2 separate regions of the Canis lupus genome follow, and region 2 is linked to region 1. Evidence: chromatin contacts called from public Hi-C data. All regions are on one chromosome and are shown on one strand. The core of a region is the stretch at or near the end of the contact, and the rest is flanking DNA. Distances in the headings are between cores, read along the strand shown.

Region 1 (4,228 bases), core at 1,014-3,513:
TGCCAGTTCCCTTTAATTTAGTGAATGTAACTTGACAATGTTCCAATATTCAATAGTTACCACACTAATAAATCTTGTTAGAACATGTGTACTGTCTACATTTATTTGAACATGAGTAATAACAAGAACCAAGTAATTGGATTTTTTTTTCCTCTGGCAGTGGCTATCTTCAATGGACATCAAAACTCTACTTTTTATGTTAAATCAAGTCTTAGTCCAGATGACCAGTTTTTAGTCAGTGGCTCAAGTGATGAGGCTGCCTACATCTGGAAGGTAAGTTGCCAGACTTCCTTCACAAATAGGAGGCTAAAGTATTCTTACAAATATTTCTTCTTAGATGAGTAAGTTTAATGTAAACTACTATTAACTTTTCCTGCAGTAGATGTTCAGTAAAAGTTAATTCTTGCTTCTTAACATAGCCAGATCTCACTCTGATTGTCAGAATATATCACACTTTTCACGGCCAGAGCTTTTCAGAAATTGATAATCCATGTACTCCCGCAGTTTCACAGATTACCAGGAAATTGAGAATTCAGAATACTGGAGATAACCTTAACTACTTTATTCTGCTTTCTGGAAAAACATGTTGGATTGCCTTTCTGTTCTGTGTTTTCAAACTCTTCTTTCAAAATACAGTATTTTAATTCCCAGGATCCTATGCCCAAATCAACCACAGAGCCTTGCACAAAACACTAAAAAATATTTGTATGGTAATTATATTCTTTATTTTCTTACAAGTGGCCAATCTTAAGGTGATTAGGATAGATGTAGCCACTTGATCAGTTTTATATATACTTAATAGCATTATTTAAATTTTTTTATTTTGCAAGTTCCCATTCCTGTTCACAAGTCTATCTTCTTTCTTTTTAAATATACGTGATTCCTAAAGTGACTACTATAAGCTAAGAAGCTTAAATTTGTCTATTTGAGGTTCAGTAGAGAAAACTGAAATATTACACAACAAGCAGCACTTGCTGACCACTGAAAAATAGCTCTTTCTATGATTAATTATAGAAATATCTGGGAGTTCAGAGACAGAAGAACATTATAGCATCATTTTCCAGGGCTAAAAATTAATTATCTTCTAGATTGCCGTGTAATATCATAAATGTCCTTGATTTTGGTGAATTGAATGATCAGAGTTCACACATTTTGGATTTTTTTTTTAATTAATTTATTTTAGAGAGAGTGAGCAGTGGGGAGGAACAGAGGGAGAGGGGCAAGCAGACCATGCTGATCTCAGAGCCCAATGCAGGGTCCAATCCCATGACCCTGAGATCATGACTTGAACCAAAATCAAGAGTTGGACGCCTAACCAAGCCACTGAGGCACCTCACATTTTGGATTTTAGAGTCATGATGTCTAAAACTTGATAGATTCATAGGTTCAATGTTATCATATCCCTTCTCAGGAGGAAATTATATCATTCTTAGTGCTGCCAAGCTCTGAGAAGTCACATCTTTAATACTGGCTTAGGATGGAATAGAACCTGTCAAGTATGAAGCATAGTTCTTCAGCTTAATTTCATCTGGTCCAATGGACATACTAAAAATGATTTTTCTGTATACCTAGAAGTGCAAAAATGCAACTCTGCTTTAAGAGTTTTTAGTGATTTATATCCTAGGTGGTCACATGGTGGAGATGTTGTTTTATCCAAGATTCATTTGTTTTAACTGAAAATTTGCTTATAAAATATATACCTGAGACTCCCATCCAAAAGAGTTTGTACCTAGTTTCTTGTCTATGAAATTTTATGAGTTGAGTTTTAAACTTTAACAATATGTGTTACTAACACTAATGCTTTCTTCTTATATTTTAAATTTTGAGTTTCAAGTTTGGTCTTAATACTTCTTATTTTACTTGTTGTTTTCCTTTTCTCCTTCTCTCACTTTCTTATCTTCATTCCTTTTTTTTACTGCAGCTCCCAACTTAGCAGGAGGATTTTGTTACTACCAAAGTTTGTATCTTTTTAAGTTTTTAAATTCTTTTTTTTAAAAAATTATATACGTTAAAAACATAATAAAAGATTGTGGAAGAAATACTTTTGCACTGATCGTTTTTAAAAATCATTTAAAATCAGTTTTTAAATTATATACACATAATTATGCATATAATTGTATATTATACTTATATGTGTTTGCATGTGTATATAGACAGTTTTATTGTCAGTTCTTAAAATTCCTCTCTTGCTATCTCTAGTACAAAGCCTTTTCTTTTGTTTTGTTTCAGGGAATGAGGGTTGAACATTGGTTTCTCTCTCTAAAGATGTTCAGTAAAGAGACTTGGTGGTTGTTACTAACCCATTTTCAGACATCCAGTCAGTGGCTATCACATACATGAGTGACCCAAATTCCTAGGCTGGGTCACATGTCAGTGCTGAATGATGTGGTTCAGACATGATGTTCTCCTGCCTGTCCACACATAACTCAGTGTGCAGGCTCTGATATTTGAGATCCTGGCAAGCTTACTGCTCCTAAAATTGAATTTGCCTAGTGAGGTGGCTCAATTTCTCTTTTCCATGATTTAAAAAAAGGGGTGGGGGTGTAGTTTAAAAATCATTCCATGCAAGCTGAGTATCACACTGTTAGGTTATCTTGTAGCTCAGCTATGTTTCCAAAAGGTCAGAATTGTCTCAAGTGCCAAGATTTTTCCTATGTTAAAAAGCCCACAGGCCCAAGAAAACAGAGTGAAAGAAAGGAATTTCAGATCTTAAGACCTCAGAGAATGGTCTTTTAATTTTTACCAGTGCTCAGCAAAGGGGAGATGTAATATAGACTGATACTAAGGCCCAACACCTAAAAATACAAACAGTTAATAATAGTTTTTTCTTTCTAATTTCTTACCCTTTGTCCCATCTCACCACCTCCCTCCCTTCCCTTGTTCATTTCTGTTGTAGCCACTGAATAGTATTGAAGTGGTTATAAATAAACTCATTTGGCACAGTCATTCTACCGCTGACTGGCGAAACATTGAGCCTGACACTTTAGGAAGTGTAAATGATCTCACGGCAGAAATAAAGATGAGATTTGGTTTCTGACAGGGCAGAGTAAGGAGATTTTTTGAGGAAAGGTGCTGATCTTTTTTGCATGTTTAAGGATACAAGGTGTTTTATTAGATGCGTAATTTAGAGCCAGTTATTTCTAGCGATAACCTTCATAGTTCTAGGAGTTTTAACTTGGGGATTCTTCATGTCTTGAATTAAACTCTGTATAACGACCAGAATTTATAAGAGGGGACAGTTTTCTGTGTTTTGACCATCTCCAGAATGCATAGGTATAAATGTCTCTTGGACTTAATAATTTTCTCTAACTACTTAAAAGTAGAGGGAGGTTTATAAAAAAATGAAATCCTGCAATTATAGGAATGTTTTATCATAATGAAGTGACAATAAATAAAACCTTACTTGAATAAAAATGAAGGATTTTAAAACACACTGAGTTTCGCTGGAGGAAATTCCTCTTTGAATTAGTCAATAAATACACTATACCATCCTAGGATAGTCCTAAACTGTAAAAGCCCTTGTAACTACTATTCAAACAAACTTGCCAGACAGGAGTTGTCATTTCAGTCCACAATATGCCCATCTCTCCACTTTTTTTATTGAGATAGAATTCACATAGTATAAAATTCATCATTTTAGTCACAGTTCAGTGATTTTGAGTACAATCACAATATTGTGCAACCACCACCACTATCTCTCATTCCTAGACATTTTCATTATTCCAAAAAAGAAACACTGTATCCTTAAAGAGTCATTCTTCATTCTCCCCTGCCCTCAGCCCCTGGCAACCACTAACCTATGTTCTGTCTATAGATTTGCCTATTCTGGACATATCTATAAATGGAATCATACAATATGTGATCTTTTATGTCTGGTTTATTTCACTGAACATAATGTTTTCCAGATTTGTTGTGTCATTGCACGTGTCAGTACTTCATTTTTATGGCTGGATATCCATTGTATGGATAAACCACATTTTATTTATCCATTTATTAGTTGGTGGACTTGTAAATTATTCATTCCACTTTTTGGCTACTATGAACATTCATGTACAAGTTTTTGTTTGAACATATATTTTCAATTCTATTGTATGTATACTTAATAGAATTGCTACATCCTGGGGTGCCTAGGTGGCTCAGTTGATTGAGTGTCCAACCCTTGTTTTTGGTTCAGGTCATAATCTCTAGGTCATGGAATTGAGCCCTACAATGGGCTCCCCATTGGACA
Region 2 (4,228 bases), core at 813-3,312, 220 kb after region 1:
TTTGGGCCCCCCTGGGTTCCAGTCACGGGGGAGCTGCGGGGAGACCGGGCAGCGCAGGGGGAGCGCGAGTCTCCTCTCCGCCGCTGACGGGCCAGGGCCAGATGGGAAAGTCCTGGGAGTTCCCAGAGGAAAGTGTGGAGCAAAAGTCCGGGACGTGACAGTTCTCCGACAAACTAGGAATACTTTAAGGACCCACTGCCACGGGGGTCACCACATCTTAGGGGATGAGAAAAGGCCTGTCCTCTTGAAGAAAACTGGCTTTAAGCCCTTCCCAAAGGCATCAGATCTGCAGTGGTCCGAGGCCCGGGGACGGGACGGACCCGGACAAGGACGTGGCTTCTGGCCAATGAGACTCTTCGGTGGGAGTCAGTCCTAATCTAACCGCCTTTCCCGATGCTGCCCCTCAGAGTCCAGCCCAATGGAACAACTCCAAGGAAGAGCAGAATTTTCTAGAACAGACTGTCTCCTCACTGCCTCAGCAGGCACCCAGCCACCAATACGTGGGATGGCTGGCTCTGGGCGTGGATGGGGGCAGGGGGCAGCCACGCCAGGGTGGAAGTTCCAAAGGTGGGGGTGCGGCCTTGCTTTCGGGGGTGACTGACAAACAGCCCTCTCCCTCCATCCCCACCACCAGGCCTCTGCCCAGGTCCCCTCCCATCTCCGGCTGGTACCGTGGCTAGAAACCCCTCACACATCTTGGGGCTCCAGGCCGGTGGGCTGAAAGCCCTCACATTTCCCACTGGTAACACACTTTGGGCACATACCCAACATATCGTGACTTTCTTAGAAGTGATGTAACGTCACTCTTACTGTTCTGTTACACACTTTTCAAAGTATTCAGAAATAGGAAAAGGAGGAGATAAAGAAATTAACACAAAAAGAAAGCTAGTGGGCAGCCTGGGTGGCTCAGCGGTTAGCACCGCCTTCAGTCCGGGGTGTGATCCTGGAGACCCGGGATCGAGTCCCACATCGGGCTCCCTGCATGGAGCCTGCTTCTCCCTCTGCCTGTGTCTCTGCCTCCCTCTCTCTCTGTCTCTCAAAAATAAATAAAATCTTTAAAAAAAAAAGGAAGCAAGCTAGTTATTTGCCCCAAGCATCTCAGTGGATCCTCCTGTGCACAGCACTCCAGAGGCCCCGTACCTGGTCTCTCTTCCCTGCAAATCACCGATCTTCCATGCGGCCTCTGAAGGCCAAGGTCATGGGCTGTGGGGGGCAAGTCACCTGCTCCTTGAAGTGGGGCGTCTCTGTTTGGCCCACATGTTTGCTGAGGACCGACGGTGGCCCAGGGAAGGGGCTGCAGAACACGTCTCCCCCCAGGCACGGGGCCCCTGCTCACTGTGAAGACTGCCCAACGCTCATCTCTTCTGCACAGCTTCTCTCCCTGCCCCCGGGGCCAAGGGTGCAAGGGGCCGGCCGGGAGCGCAAACCCAGCGCCACCTACCTCCTGCCGGAACTCCACCGCTTCCCGCCCGTCCTCCTCCTTGGTCTTCACCAGGGACATCTTGACCCAGGTGCGGAAGCCCCCGGAGAACTTCCAGCTGGAGTAGGCGCTCTCACAGGCCTGCATGAAGCCCACCCTGTCTGGGCTTGGAACACAAAGAAAGGGCCACGTGAGGCCTGACGGCAGGATTCAAACTCCAGCCCCTGCTTGCAGCTGGTTGCTTGGCTGGCACCGCCAGGGTGCTGCCCACTTCCTGCTTCCTTTCCAGGCTCTGCTTCTTGGTTTTCATACGGAGGGAGAGTTGTCACCCACCTGGAGGGTGGGGGAGTCCCTCCTCCCAGAGCGCTGGCCCCGTGCCTGCGGGTGCATCGGCCAGCCTCACGACTCTGACCTCAGGGGCCCCGAGGAGCCTCGCCGGCCTGCCAGCCTCCTCTGGGAGGCCCAGTAGGGGACCACACGGACACCCGTGGCATCGGCCCAGCCAGCACCTCCCCCAGGGGGATCTGGGCGTCACACAGAGCAGAAGAGACCACAGCAGAGGCTGCAAGCTCTGAAACGGAAGGATGGAGCAGTGGGATGTGAGCCAAGGGGAGGTGGTCCTTGGCCACAGCCAGGGAAACGGCCCCTCCGCCGTGGTGACGGCCACCCGCCTTCCCTTAAATGGAGCCCTGGGCTCTGAGGGACCTGAGGCAGGCGGGCTCGGGGAACATGCAGAGAACGCTCCCAGTCCCAACGAGCACTTGGCCCCAGAGAGGGCACCAGAGTGTCCCCCAGGCAGACAGGCACTTTTATCCCCATATTAAACACACTCGACAGGGATCCCTGGGTGGCTCAGCAGTTTAGCACCGCCTTCGGCCCACGGCGTAATCCTGGAGACCCGGGATCGAGTCCCACGTCGGGCTCCCTGCATGGAGCCTGCTTCTCCCTCTGCCTGTGTCTCTGCCTCTCTCTCTGTCCCTCTCTCTCTGTGTCTCTCAGGAATAAATGGGTAAAAATCTTTTTTAAAAAATAAATAAAATTTTTTTAAAAGATAAATGAATAAAAACATGCAACAAACCCACACTGAGCCCACACTGCCCCTGACACTGCAGGGAAGACCTGGCCGGAACTCAGGGGGCTCACAAGGTCCCAGCAGCAACAGGACCAAGCCTCTCTGCCTGTGGGTCCCAACACTCGCCACCCAGATCTGCTTCGCTTTGTGAAGCCAGGTTTCCCGGGGCAGCTGAGCTCCGGGTCAGTCCCCGGGCTCGGGGGTCACCGCCGCCCCAGGCCCTGCCCCGCCCCAGGATGCACGAGCTGGGACGGGACTGCGCACGGCAGGCCCGCTGCGGACTTGAAAGGCCACCTGTGCAGGAACTCCTGGAAAGACGAGAAGAGGAGGTAATCGATGGCACTGAAGTCCTCGCTACTCTCATTCAGGCGGAACTGGAGGAAGACCAGCTCCCGCTTCTTCACTTCCCGGGGCCCCTGCACAATCAGGGCGGATTTCTGCAGAGACAAAGGCCAGAATTAGCCCTGGGGGAGCCCAGGGTGCTGTGCTCCTGCCCCCCCACCCCTCCACCCCAACCTTTGTGAGACTCCCTCCCACCTCAGACACGGAGTATGAGTGGAAAGCTGCTCGCCCCGCAGACCCCAGATGAGCACAGGCCACCCCCACCACCCCCTGCTCTCTTCTGCTCACCTCTCCAGCTCACCAGAGCTGAGAGCCACTGGCCTCCGTCCACTTTTCTCAGTGGCTCCCTGCACTAGGGGGCCCTTTACTTAGGATGCTGCTGGCTCAGTCGGTTGAGCATCTGAATCTTGAGCTCAGGGTTGTGAGATCGAGCCCCAAAATCAGGCTCCCTTTCTGCTTGACTTACTTTCTTTCTTTCTTTCCTTTCTTTCTTTCTTTCGTAAATAAATAAATAAATAAATAAATAAATACAAACAAAGGATGTCAGCTTACATCCATTGCACATACAAATGTTCTCTTCCAGTCTGTCGCTTTTCCATTAACTTTGCTTCTAATGCCAGTTGTTACATGAAGCTTTAAATTTGATATAGTAGTATCTGTAGATCTTTTTCTGTGTAGCTTCTGGGTTTTGCTTGCCAAGGAAAACCAATATGACATCAATGTTCTGTATCTCTTTTTTTTTTTTTTTTTTTTTTTTTGAGAGAGAGTGCATGTGTGCCCTTGAGAGAGTGTGGTGGGGGGTAGAGGGAGAGATTCCCAAGGGGGCTCCCCACTGAGCCCCACCCCAAGACCCTGAGATCATGACCTGAGCTGAAACCAAGAGTCTGACACTTTTAATCGACTGAGCCACCCGGGTGCCCCTCTCTCCTATATTTCTTTGTAACACTTAAACTTTTTTACCTTCAGATGCTTTATATGCCCCGCTTTCAGTTTTATATCTGGTGTGAAATAGGGATCTACCTTCCACTCCCCAGACAACAAACAGACGAGGGTTTGATCCCCGTGGATTTACACTGTCCCACCATGTGTCCCGGCAAGTCCCCTTCACGGCACCGCTCCCCGTCCCCAAACCCGGCGGGGTGATAATATTGTACATGTGCTTTTCTAAACGTACTTTTAAAAAACTAGATTGTTAAATTCCATGAAAAAACCAACTGGGACTTTTAACTGATGAGACTGGATTTAGACATTAATTTGGGAAAAAAAATCTTTACATCAATAACTTTTATAAATGCTCTGCGGGTATTTGAAAAGGCACAAAGTGCTACCCACACACTCACTCTACACTTGCGAACTGTGCTGTTCACTTTTTATCCTTTGTCCTTTGTGTCTAT

What was found. Hi-C and Micro-C count contacts between places; a contact is called where the count stands out from the background.
Region 2: a contact with region 1 is called in a Hi-C map of skin fibroblasts, with 2.2 times the contacts expected there. The contact joins two enhancer-like sites. A contact is called at or near these places in 2 of 9 Hi-C or Micro-C datasets (blood and skin fibroblasts).

What each region holds. Positions count from the first base shown.
Region 1 is chr7:10,199,873-10,204,100 of UU_Cfam_GSD_1.0, forward strand. It overlaps DTL (denticleless protein homolog), which reads left to right. Exons shown (of 17, transcript XR_005361915.1): 11 at 161-273. Among named protein-coding and RNA genes, the nearest start is that of DTL, 22 kb to the left of the region's middle. Within about 2 kb of position 2,264, at least 2 of the 20 cell types and tissues checked have an H3K27ac peak or open chromatin away from gene starts, as enhancers often do.
Region 2 is chr7:10,424,934-10,429,161 of UU_Cfam_GSD_1.0, forward strand. It overlaps PACC1 (proton-activated chloride channel), which reads right to left. Exons shown (of 8, transcript XM_038542079.1): 5 at 2,787-2,929; 6 at 1,442-1,586. Among named protein-coding and RNA genes, the nearest start is that of PACC1, 33 kb to the right of the region's middle. Within about 2 kb of position 2,063, at least 2 of the 20 cell types and tissues checked have an H3K27ac peak or open chromatin away from gene starts, as enhancers often do.